3 separate regions of the Mus musculus genome follow, and regions 2 and 3 are each linked to region 1. Evidence: chromatin contacts called from public promoter capture Hi-C data. All regions are on one chromosome and are shown on one strand. The core of a region is the stretch at or near the end of the contact, and the rest is flanking DNA. Distances in the headings are between cores, read along the strand shown. Region 1 holds the start of Hmgcl (3-hydroxy-3-methylglutaryl-Coenzyme A lyase). Region 2 holds the start of Tcea3 (transcription elongation factor A (SII), 3). Region 3 holds the start of Ifnlr1 (interferon lambda receptor 1).

What was found. Capture Hi-C pulls out chosen DNA fragments and counts their contacts.
Region 2: a contact with region 1 is called in a promoter capture Hi-C map of liver. The contact joins the promoter of Tcea3 here to the promoter of Hmgcl in region 1. A contact is called at or near these places in 1 of 39 promoter capture datasets (pre-B cells) and 3 of 9 other capture datasets (adipose tissue, liver and pancreatic islet).
Region 3: a contact with region 1 is called in a promoter capture Hi-C map of adipose tissue. The contact joins the promoter of Ifnlr1 here to the promoter of Hmgcl in region 1. A contact is called at or near these places in 5 of 484 Hi-C or Micro-C datasets (the HL-1 cell line, Th1 cells, large pre-B cells and 2 more), 5 of 115 datasets of contacts at active chromatin or transcription factors (embryonic stem cells and pancreatic cancer cells) and 3 of 9 other capture datasets (adipose tissue, embryonic stem cells and pancreatic islet).

The regions. Positions count from the first base shown.
Region 1 is chr4:135,944,841-135,948,754 of GRCm38.p6, reverse strand. It overlaps Hmgcl (3-hydroxy-3-methylglutaryl-Coenzyme A lyase), which reads right to left and starts at 2,307. Exons shown (of 9, transcript NM_008254.3): 1 at 2,215-2,307. The coding sequence starts at 2,274.
Region 2 is chr4:136,246,351-136,250,264 of GRCm38.p6, reverse strand. It overlaps Tcea3 (transcription elongation factor A (SII), 3), which reads right to left and starts at 2,308. Exons shown (of 11, transcript NM_011542.2): 1 at 2,148-2,308. The coding sequence starts at 2,216. It overlaps Asap3 (ArfGAP with SH3 domain, ankyrin repeat and PH domain 3), which reads right to left. Exons shown (of 25, transcript NM_001008232.2): 25 at 3,692-3,914.
Region 3 is chr4:135,684,645-135,688,558 of GRCm38.p6, reverse strand. Ifnlr1 (interferon lambda receptor 1) reads right to left here and starts at 2,102. Exons shown (of 7, transcript NM_174851.3): 1 at 1,960-2,102. The coding sequence starts at 2,017.

The DNA.
Region 1 (3,914 bases), core at 1,058-3,557:
CAACCACATAGCAGCTCACCGTTGTCTGGAATTCCAACTCAAGGATCCAACACCCTCACACAGACAGACAGACATGCAGGCAAACACCAATACACATAAAATTAAAAATTAATAATGACATTAATAATAATAATAATAATAATAATAATACAACCCAAGAAGTCGTCAAGCTGAGTGAAAGGTCCATATAACGACGTCTCCCTCCAACAGACTGTCAGACTAAAAAGACCTAAAACGCCCAGAGGGGCGCGAGTGTCACAGGTCAGGGACTGGATCTGTGCATTGCTCTTCCCAAGGCCCTGAGACATAGCAGAGGCTCAGTGAGTACACACTGAAGCAGAGCCTGCTTCCAACTTCCTTTTCTGGAACACAGTGAACTTAGTTCCACTTCCTCCAGCACACAGCTCTAAACACAACAACCCAGCCAGGTGTGGTGGCTCGCGGCCCGAGGCCTGAGGCCCAGCGCTTGGGAGATGGAAGCAGGGGGAATCAGAAGCTCATGGCTGCTTTCAAGTTGCTACACAGCAAACTTGAGGTCAGCCTGAGATATGTGAGAAATTTTTAAAAAGCCCAGGGTCGAAGAGATGGCTCCACAGAAGATCTGAGTAGGGTTCTCAGACCCAAGTCAGATAGCTCACCTGGTGGTGCATGCCTTTAATCCCTTTAATAATCCCAGGACTTGGGAGGCAGAGGCAAGTAGATCTCTGTGAGTTCAAAGCCAGCCTGGTCTACTAATTGAGTCCAGACAGCCAAGGATGAGTAAGCCTGCCTTTAAAAACCAAACCAAACCAAAAACGGAACAACCAAACCAAACCAAATGAAATAAAAGTGCCATCTTGTGCCATAAGACTCATGAGGGATCATTTCCTCACACTAGTTTGTAAAAATTATCCCTAGCTGGGCATGGTGGTCCATGCCTGTAAGCCCAGAGTCATAGCAGGCTCTGAGTTTGAAGCTAGCCTGGTCTATGTAGTGAATACCAAAGTTATATAGAAAGAAACTTTGTCTTAGATAGATAGATAGATAGATAGATAGATATTATGACCCACCATGTTACTTAATTCTCATTCTCTCCCCCTCTCCCCCTCGGGTTTATTTCCTTAACTTTTCACGTTGATATTTGCCTTTTCATTTGATCCCTGAGCAATCATTGGAAGTGGGTAGACTAAAGATGCAGAAGTGGCTTTCTTTTTCTTTCCCATTTTTTTTGTTTTTGTTTTTTTTTTTTTTTGTTTTTTTTTTGTTTTTGTTTCTTTCGACACAGGGTTTCTCTGTGTAGTCCTGGCTGTCCTGGAACTCGCTTTGTAGACCAGGCTCCCCTCGAACTCAGAAATCCGCCTGCCTCTGCCTCCCGAGTGCTGGGATTAAAGGCGTGAGCCACCATGCCCGGCCAGAAGTGGCTTTCTGGGCTTTCTGAGAGGCACCCACGAGCTGCAAGGAAAGTAGTTTTTCCAAGTGCTAATACAATGCCTAAACTCCCCAACATAAAATCGTAACAGCGCCATCACAGAGCTGAGGGTGTAGCAGTGACGCTGGCGCTGATCGCTCCTAAGTCCAACTCTCACAAAGCACCACCACCGACTGACTGGTCACTCACTAAATCATCCTGAGACTCTGCATTTTACGTATAAGCAAGCTGAGTACACACCTCTGTCACTCAGCCTAGAAAGTGGCAGATCACCCGGACACCAGTTTGCGGTTTAGCCAGCACAGCTCTTTTTGCCCCCCCCCCCTTCCTTCAAATAACTGCGCGTGGTCAGAATGCCAGGACCAAACATGCCCAAAGGACAGTTCTGAGGGAATCCCTGTCCGGCCCACGCGATCCAAGTTCTCCCCAGGCGTCCATAAAAGCAACAAGGGCCGAGTAAGGCGGCAGACAGGGATGCTTGTGTTTCCCACACTGAACACTGTTTTCCACTAATGAAGGGCCGGAGAGATCCGAAGCTCAAATAGGGGAAGGAGTCAGGGTCACCGTAAGGGAGGTAGGACGCCCAGGATGGTGTCCCCGGTCTCCACAGTCACAGCGGGTCGATTCTCTTCCCGCCGCCTCAGTTTCCCCGTTTCTTGCAATGGATCTGAGCCAGACCGGCTGGGTCCGGAACTCTCAAATCCTCCCGGCAACAGTCCCTCGAGCGGTCCCGCTCCTCCGCCTGTCACAGCAGCTGAGGAGGCCCGCCCGATCCCATGACTGTCACCCGCCTGGGGAGCACTTACAGCCCGGAGGGACGTCAAGCCCACCAGCCTCCGCGGGAAAGCCTTCCTCACTGACGCCATCTTCACTCCGGAGGCCAACCCACTGGGCACCACGTGACCGCCGATCCCTCTGTGGGCGTGGTTAGGGCCGGAGGCGGTGCATCGCTCCTCTTGTGAGGCTCCCAGTTTGGTTCCTCCCCTCAGCCTGTCTGTTTTCTTTTCCTACTCCCCTCTAAGTAGCTCTACCCTCCAATCATGCCCACTCCATGATTTTCTGAACACGTGTCCCATGAAGAGCCATGACATTTGACAGCCCATGTGTAGATCCCGAGATTTTTTTCACCTCCACCTGCTTCCCCCACGTCTTAAATCACGCCCGGTTCCAATCCAGGGCCATTTATCTGCCTTCTGAAAGGCGTTGTGTTCCCAGGGCGTGTTGGGGTTGAAGATGACTGGGAAGCTGGTGGGCCAAGCCGATGGCTCCTTTAGTCTTAAAGGAACAGGGAAGGCAAGAAGGCCTAGGTTAGCGAAGGACTGCTATAACTGTGGGCTTCTAGGGGCTACTACTGGTGCTCGGGTGACTTGTGAAACCCTGAAGCTAGCCATTAGGAAATCATTGTGTCCCTGTGTATACACTGTCTTACTTCCTTCTTGTCTTCCCGTCCTCAGCCTCAGTGGGGAAGTCTTCAAATGACTAAACATGCGTGTGCATCATGCAGAATGGCGCAGATCCCGCCCCAAAGGTTAAGGTCACAAAGTAGAATATAAAGGTTCACTGTGGAGCTGGTGAGATGGCTCAGCGGGTAAGAGCACTGACTGCTTTCCCGAAGGTCCCGAGTTCAAATGGTGGCTCACAACCACCTGTAGTGAGATCTGGCCCTCTTCTGGTATGTCTGAAGACAGCGACCATGTACTTATTAAATAAATCTTTGGGCCTGAGTGAGTGGTGGCCGACTAGAGCGAGCAGATGTCCTAAAATTAAATTTCCAACAACCACATGAAGGCTCACAACCATATGTACAGCTATAGTGTACTCATATACTCCATGTAGACCAGGCTGACCTAAACTCAGAGATCTGCCTGCCTCTACTTCTGCCTACTAAGTGCTGGAGTTAAAGATATGTGCCACGATGGCCACCAAAGTTTTAAATTATTACTAGTGTATTTACTTCATGTGCATGGCTGTTTTGCCTACATGTAAGTCTATGTAGAACACCTGTGAGGCCATAAGAGTGAAGCAAGAAAAACATCTTTGCTAAATCCTGACCTGACCTTGGGCTGACATTGAGGTCAGCTTGACCCTCAGGCACTTACAGGAATTTTTGCTAACCTGCTCTGGCCTGCTTTTGTAACCACAAGGCTTTCTGCTCCCATCAAGCAAAAACAAACCTGTCTCCACCTCTACTTTGTTTTTTTTTTAATATTTACTTATTTTATGTATATGAGTACAGTGTAGCTGTACAGATGGTTGTGAGCCTTCATGTGGTTGTTGGGAATTGAATTTAGGACCTCTGCTTTCTCCGGCCCACCCCACTCACTCCTGCCCAGAAGAGGCCGTCAGATCTCATTACGGGTGGTTGTGAGTCACTGTGTGGTTGCTGGGATTTGAACTCCGGACCTTCAGACTCTTACTTGCTGAGCCATCTCACCAGCCCTGTTTTTTGGTTTTTGTTTTGTTTTTGTTTTTCCGAGACAGGGTTTCTCTATGTATCTCTAGCTGT
Region 2 (3,914 bases), core at 1,059-3,558, 300 kb before region 1:
GTGGTGGGGTATCTACCTGCTTTAACCGAAACTGTCAGAGCATGTGCGTCATGCCTGTTCTGTTAGTGTCAGGAGCCACAGCCCACATGCCGTCAAATAGAAGTTGCTTGCTAGATAGCAGTGTGTGGCTCTGTTGATGTGTCATTAGTGTGCACTTAGCTGGTGTGTGTTTGTCTCCTGCAAGCGGTTTAGCCGGTGCATGCTTACAGTATCTGACACAGCCCCAAGTCACTGAATAAACAAATTCCAGCCCTGCGCTGCTACGTGGAGGATCTGTCTTATTGCAGGAAGTATGCCTTCTTGGACTAACCACCACTGGGCAGGCCCACTTTCACTCTCGGTCCAGGCCCGCCTTTCTCAGGCAGAAGTCCAGAGCTCTGTGCCTACACAAACCCTGCTAGAGCCCAGGCGCAGACTCCAGACACAATTGTGACTCTACACAGTTGTGCCCTGTAAGGATCCTGTGGCCAACCATTCGGCTTTCCTGAAGACTGTCCTGGCACTACTTGGGATGCCCACTCCCAAGAGGCCCTATTTCCTCTTCCCATTTCACAGAAGAGGAAACTGAGGTCCAGAGGAGAGTAGAATAGCTAGCCTAGGAGTGTAAACGGATTAAGAGGGAAGCCAGAGCAGTCCCCTTAATCTTCTCAACCTGGCTGTCTTCCTTAGCGCCTCCTCCTACTCCCAAATCCTTCTCAGCCCAAAGCCCAGGCTTCCTTTACTGGCCCAAATCTGGGGTGAGCAAGGGGGTTAGGCTTAGACAATCTGTCTACCCGAAATACCATGTAGTTTGGGGTTCTTAGTTGGAAGAATGTCCTGTGACTTGAGTTTAGGTTTTTCTGGCGACATTGGGGGAAGCCTAGCGCAGCGCAGTCTCGCAGTCGGGGCTGGGAGCCAAAGGAAAGTGCCGCCGAAGCTCGGCAGGTGACGGGTGGAGGCATCTTTTAACGTCACCTCCAGTCCTATCTCACTCACTCTCAACTCTCCCTACTGCCTCCCCGCCCCCATGTTCTTCCCCCAGGCAATCCATCCTCTTACAGACAAAGAAACCGCAGCCTCAGCCTCTCACCATTTTACCAACACCACCATCTCTCTCATTGTTACCAGGTAACAATTTCAGGAAGCCTAACACTCCTTGGCTGCTCCAGCCTGTCACTCATCCCGGGTCTGAAACCTCTCTTTGGGCCCCAGAGTTTTCCAATTTTCCTGGAATGTCCTGGCAATGCAGGTCCTGGTGCAACTCGTTGCTAGAAACTATGTAGAAGAAAAGGACCCCGCGGCAAGTCAGCATGGAGGGCCTCATTCACAGGGTCCCTGGTCTTCTCCCTTTCAGTCCACGCCCCTCTAGAATTGGCACAGTCGCCAGCTTCCAGCCTGAGGCAAAGATCGCTAGGTAGATCAAACATTAACTTTCCATTTGGATCCAGCTCGGTGCTACCCGGACTGAGGGCTCAGGGACCCTCGGGCGACCAGGGCTGCGGACCCCCACCTCCCGCCACAGTTCTCCTTCGTGCACCTCCCCCTCTGGGCCAGCCCAGGCCCCATCTTTTCCTTCCCCCGCCCCGCACCTGTTCACCTCCGCCCGCCAGGGCCCCATCCCGCGGCCAAGGAAAAAGTTGCAAACAGAACTCCTGGCACTTCAGTCACCGCCCTTCGCTCGGGTCTCCTGGGGTGTGCAAACGAGGCTCGGCGCCCCCTTCTCAGCCCGAAGTTCTCCGATCCTTTTTGAAGTCACCCAAAACGTGCCCCTCCAGTTCTCGCTGCGCCTGCAGCTCCCCGGGCCTAGCGCACATCCCGAACCCCCAGACTCCTAAATGTCCTCCCCTGGGTTTGTGTCTCTCCTTGCTCTTTCTCTGCTCCGCGCAAGCTGCCCAGGAGCGCACCCAACCCGTCCACAGTGACTTGCAACAGTCGCGCGCCTTAGGGGACTCTGTACGATCCCCTCCAGACCTGGCCATGCACATGCCCATCCTAAAGTGGCCAGCAAGTAGCCGGGGGACCCCCTGCCGGGCAACTCCTCCCCAGTCCCGTGTCCCCTGACCCGCGCGCTCCCTTCGGGCACAGGGCCGGCACGCCCACCAAGCCCATAGCTGGGGGAGTCTTGCCTCCGTGGCCCGGGGGCTGCGTTGCAAACTCTGCAGCCTCACCGTCTTCTTCCGGGACACCATCTTCTCCAGCTTTTTGGCGATCCTCAACAGCTCCTCTTCCAGGCCCATGTTGGTCCACAACGCACGGCGGGGTTAGGGGCGCAGGGCAGCAGCGGGCGCCAAGGCGCGAGCCGCAAGGGCCGCAAACACACCGGACACTCGAGCCGGGAGGGGGCGGGGCGCGCCCCTCCCATCGCTGGGGGGAGGGGTGGCGGGCACTAAATATAGACTTCAAGGACTGCCCGGGCAAAGATTGCCTGAGCCTGGCGGGTCGTGCCTCAGGGGGTGTGTAAGTGGGAGGGGAGGACCAATCTGGAAGAAGGGGCTCTTCTCTTCCAACTCTCCTAGGGGTGCCCCAGGCTCCAGGGAGATTCGAGCATGAGGGTTCGGGGGTGATGAGTGTCAGCATAGCAGTGGGAAGTACAGAGCTGCCGGGTCTCAGCATCACTGCGCTCCCAGAGGGAGCTATGCCCAAGCTGGGAAAGTTGGTGAATTCATCGCATCTTGGTGCAGATTTTGACGTCAGCTCTGCCCTAACTTAGGTAGGCTCCTTGGTGCGCCCAAGGCCTGTGCCGTACACGTACTCGCGAGGTATACTCAGAGCCCTTTGCCGGCCAGTCTTTATTTTTTCTAACAACCTCTCAAAGGGGTATCGGGACCACGCTCCGAAAGACTAAGTTTTGGGTGATTCCGGTACACAGGGGGTGGGCTTGGAAGAGTAATTTGGGGTGGAGGGAATAACTCTGCCTCCCACTCTCGGCTCGCGAGCGGTAATTCCAAGAATTCGCTGAAGACCTAGTTCCCCTCCTGACAGAAAATGACCTTTCTGCGAGGGTCTCTGATTTGAAGCGGGGCAGAAGAGGGCTCACAGTGTGTGAAGGAACTTTCTGAGATAACCTCAGAGAAACAAGTCTGGAGCCTGTTGTGGACACCTGTCTCCCAACTGCTGCAGTGTGATGACGGTCAAGGTTTTTTGTTTTTTGTTTTTTTTTTTTTTTCATTCGACAAACGGTATCCAGTCAACTAGCAAGAAAAATCTCAGGGGCGGCAGGCTGGGCAGAATAACCATTAAAGAGGACTGTATTCCTCACAGCTGGGGTGGGGAGAGGAGGGAGAGAGGGCAAGTGTAAGGCCCAGCTGGGGCCTCATCCCCGTCCCAAGAAGTGAAATTTATTGCCTCAAAAGGCAGAATGGAAGTTTGGGGGAGGGGGAGGTCTGTGTAGTCGGTCAGGCCGCAAGCGGTTATTCTATTTACTGAGCTCCTACTGTGTTCCAGGTATTTCTAGCGTCCTGAGCCAGACGGCTCTCCTGGAGCACTCAGAGAACAAAGCTTGGGGATCACTGACATGTCAGCAGGGGGTGGGGAGGTGAGGAGGTGGCCGGGGGAGGAGCTGAAAAGTCCTTGGCTATAGCGGAGTGTTGTGGAGAGGTCCGGGATGGGTCCGGAAGGGCGGGGCCTTAACACCATGTGGCCAAAGCCAGGTTTTTCTTCAGTGGAGCTTCTGGGAGGCCTCTTGGCCAAAAGAAGCTTGAAGGACCCTAAGAAAACGCGTCAGACTTTATTATGCAAATAGAAGAGTCAATCTCAGGAAGTGGGAGGCCGCCTCCTCGGTACAGCCAGCATTTGCTGGTACCCATTGTATCCCTTCTGCCCACCTGTCCAAGAGAGAGGTCACCTGCACACAAAGATGCACACAACTGTCTTATTTCCCTGTGAGCTTTGGGGGGGGGGGGCAGACAGGGAACTGATACCCTCAGAGGGGTTTC
Region 3 (3,914 bases), core at 853-3,352, 260 kb after region 1:
GTGAGCTCTGAGCTTACCTCCTCTTCTGGTTTCTCCTGGGGCTCAGTCTTAGTCTGTTTTTTTTTTTTGTTGTTGTTGTTTGTTTGTTGTTTTTTGTTTTGTTTGTTTTTTTTTTTTAAGCAGGTTTGTTTTAGTCTCTCTGTGTATCTGTGTAGTTCTGACCTGGGCCTCAGAGATCCACCTGCCTGTGTCTCCCTAGTGCTGGATTAAAGGCGTGTGCCACCACCACCTGCTTTAATCACCTTTTACATTTATTTATCATGTGTGTGATGCACGCTATGGTGTCTATGTGGAGGCAAAAGCTCACTTTGCAAACATTGGTTCTTTCCTTCTAACGTGTAGATTCTGTCCATTGAATGTCAGGAACGCTTACCTTCAGAGCCATCTCACCAGTCCCCTTTTGACTATGGGAGAGACAAACAGCTTAGTCTAGGCTAGCTCAAATGTGCGGTAATCTCTTAACTCAGCCTCTTGGGTACTAGGAATACACGCAGGAACAACCACACCCGACCAGCTTTAACCCATGCTTCCTATCTTCCTCTGTGTACCAGGGAACAGAAGGAAATGGCTTCATCTTCTGCCCCACGGGAGCTCATGGTCACAGGGAGAATTCAGTCACGTGGGTCACCATGGAGACCCATACATTTTTTTTTTTTTTTTTAGGCACCAGGCAAGGTAAGCCCAAGTCTACATGATTCTCTCAGCTCAAGCTCACGCCAGGGCTGCCCCCTCATTTTTGACCCCAGATGTGGGTGTCTTTTTCTCTCCTGTCCTGTGCCCTGAAGGTGCATAATTGAGACACCGCAGTTAAACCCAGCTTCCAGTTTGTCTAGCAAGAGGCCACTCTGTATGTAAGCCCCTTAGTTTTAAGCCATCCGTGAGCCATCCATGAGCAGGACAGGCCCAAAGTTTGAGCTTGGCCACATGGGGAAAGTCACAGTTCAGAGTTGCCACACTTCACAGAGTCTTCAAGGGTTCCAGGGACTGGTATAGCACTGTATAAAATGTCATTCAGTCCTCAGGACAGACTACCCCTTGGGGCAAGGTGTTACCCACAGCCATCATCAAAGAGACACGGCTCAGAGATCAATGTTAACTAAACCAGTTTGTGTCAGGGATGGAACATAATCCCGTGTCCCCCAAGACCCTCGTTAACTCAAAAACACTGCTACAGAGCTGTGAGCTCGCTCAGGGCAGGGGCAGCACTGGTCATGGGCAAACCTAGGGCTCAGCCTTATTCCTCTGCCCTGTGTGTGCCCCTCTGGGGTACTTCTAAAGCAACCTATGAAGTGCTCTGAGCCTCAGTTTCCCTCACTTAAAAATGATGACTGTCTACCACTTAGAGCAGCTGGGTTGAAAACCTTAAGGAGAACACAGTGGCCAGGACAAAGAAGCAACCAAAAATAATATGAACGTTTATGATTGTTTATCGGCTCTAAGAACCCTTCCTGCTCCTTTGACTGCGTCTAGGACTCTGAAGTATGCCCATGGCTTCCTCCCTGGGGAAGTTGATGAGTGGAAAATTGGGGTTCGGTGCTTGGGTCCTGGCCTCGGGTATTCTGTGCCCCGCTGTCTTACCAGATGAAAGACAAAGAGAGAAAATGCCCCGTTAAAGAGTCTCCTAGCAGGGACCAGATCAACCAGAGCTGGATCCCGGCAGCTCCTGTATGTCCCCTATTAAAAGTGTCAATCAGGTATGCACTCTGGGATTCGGTCAACAAATACAGTCAACGCTTTCCGGTGTCTGTGCCTGGAACTCCCGGCCCTGCCTGGAATAAGGAAACCGGGATCCTTTCGTCCAGAAAAGGCCGTCCAAGCTCAGGATTGTTTCACTCTGGGACCAAGCAAACCCGCGGCAAGTGTACAGAATCCCTGAGGCCCAGCACCAAGTCCCCTCTCGGGACCTCGGGTGGGTGGCACATCTTCGCGGTCCCCGCGGTCCCCGCGGTCCGTACTTACCTAGGGCGCTCTGCAACAGGAACAGGAGTAGGGGCGCCCACCGGTCGGCCCGCCACATTTCGGTCCCTGGGGTCCCCGCCGCCCGCCGCAAGGCCCCTGGGCGGCAGGTGACAAGGGCGGCGGCCCAGGGAGGAGGAGCCTCCGGCGGTGCCACCGGTGGGGATTCACCTAGGGCTGCCCCGCGTCGCCTGCCGTGGGTGGGGGCGGGGCTCTCAGTAACATTTTTTAAAAATCAGACAAGAAATCCAGTTCTGGGGTTCCGTTGAGGAGTAAATAGCACCTAGGGTAGAGTTCGAGGAGACTGGCAAGACTCCCGTTTTGCAGGCGGAGCGGGGGATGGCACCCAGCCTGTCTTGCGAGTTTCTTACTGAGTTTCTGCAGGAATTCCCGGCAGGCTTGTTACTCCCCGCCTACATCGCGGTAAAAGCTTGGAGGAGGCTGTCCTAAGCTGCAACGCGGTCTGTGTCGCTACTAACCAGAAAGGACATCGCTTCAGGCTTTGTTTTCTATCCTGGAGCAGGGGACACTTCATTCCACCACACAAACCATTCTAACTAGCCAAGTGGGAAACGCTGGTTTTGTAAACAGAAGGGCCGAAACCAGAAACCTGCGAAACCACGGAAGGGGAAGCGGGATCTTTCTAAATTACTCTCCTTATAGGTAGAGTCGGGACAAGGCTAGGACAACAACGTGTGTGTGTGTGTGTGTGTGTGTGTGTGTGTGTGTGTGTGTGTGTCCTTTTGTGTGTAAGGATTAAGGGTTATGGACTTCATCTTCTGCATTTTGCCTGCACGGAGTGCGAATGGGGAGTTGGGGTGGATACCACATAGGTACATTGATATCTCTATGGAATTGTTGCAGAATACATACAAGATAGAAAAAGAACAAAAGCTGGACTTTTGGAAAGCAGGCCATTAGCTCAGGTTTCTCTTGATCTCCTGGGGGATTCAATAGACAGCTTAGTTTCTGTCTGGGGACCCAACTTTAACTCGAGTTATTTTGATTTGATTTTTTTTTTAAACTCTGCTCTGTTCAGGCCCAGCACAACAAGAGGTGTCTGGGATTTTTTAAACTACATTCGAGAAGCACAAAAACACATCCTAAAATTATGAGCTTTTTAAGGTACACACCTGCAATCCCAGCCCTGGGTTGATAGAGGTTGGGGGACCAGGAGTTCAAGGTTAACCTTGGCTATGTAAGAAATCAATCATTATGATCCATTTTCAGTATAAGGTGTGTTTAGGGCTCGTCAGAGATGGTGGAGGGGCTCTAGGCCCCTTTTTCCTCTGCCTAGCAGCTGGTGTCTGCTTCTCTAGGTATTGTCAGTGTGTTCTAGGGTTGAAAGTTACAGGTAGTCTGCCCGCCTGTAAGCTCACATATCAGAAAAGGAAAGGTTTGTGTCCTGTACCATTTAGATAAGGAATTCCGGAAGGGGACAATACTAGACAGCAGGTAGATTTTAGCTCCCTGAAGAATTCAGCCAATGGGAACCAAAGAGAGCCGAGAAATGAGATTAGGGGCATAAAAACCATTTTTGTGTCACATTTGGTGCCCCAAACATGTTTGCCTTTTCTCTGGGCTGACTCTACTTTGCAAGTTCTCAACACAAACTGATTCTCTGCTGGGGCTCCAGGACCCTTATTCTGAAATGAAGACCAAACGAATTCGGAGTCCCAGGACTCTTATTTTGAAGTGAAGACCACTGCTTCTCAGCTTTATAGGGATTCAGTTGAGGCTAGCCTGATCTACTCAAGACTTTGTTTCAATTAAAACAAAAGGAGCAAAAAGCTGGATAAAGCTATGTCTTCCTAGACATCATAGAGAGAAATATCTAGACATCTCCCTCTACAGTAATGGCCATTATTTTGGAGTAAAGAGGATTTTTTTCTTTACATTTTTTTTCCCCAAGTAATGACTGTTTCTTATGAGCAGGTTAATGGTGAAGTAAACAAAAG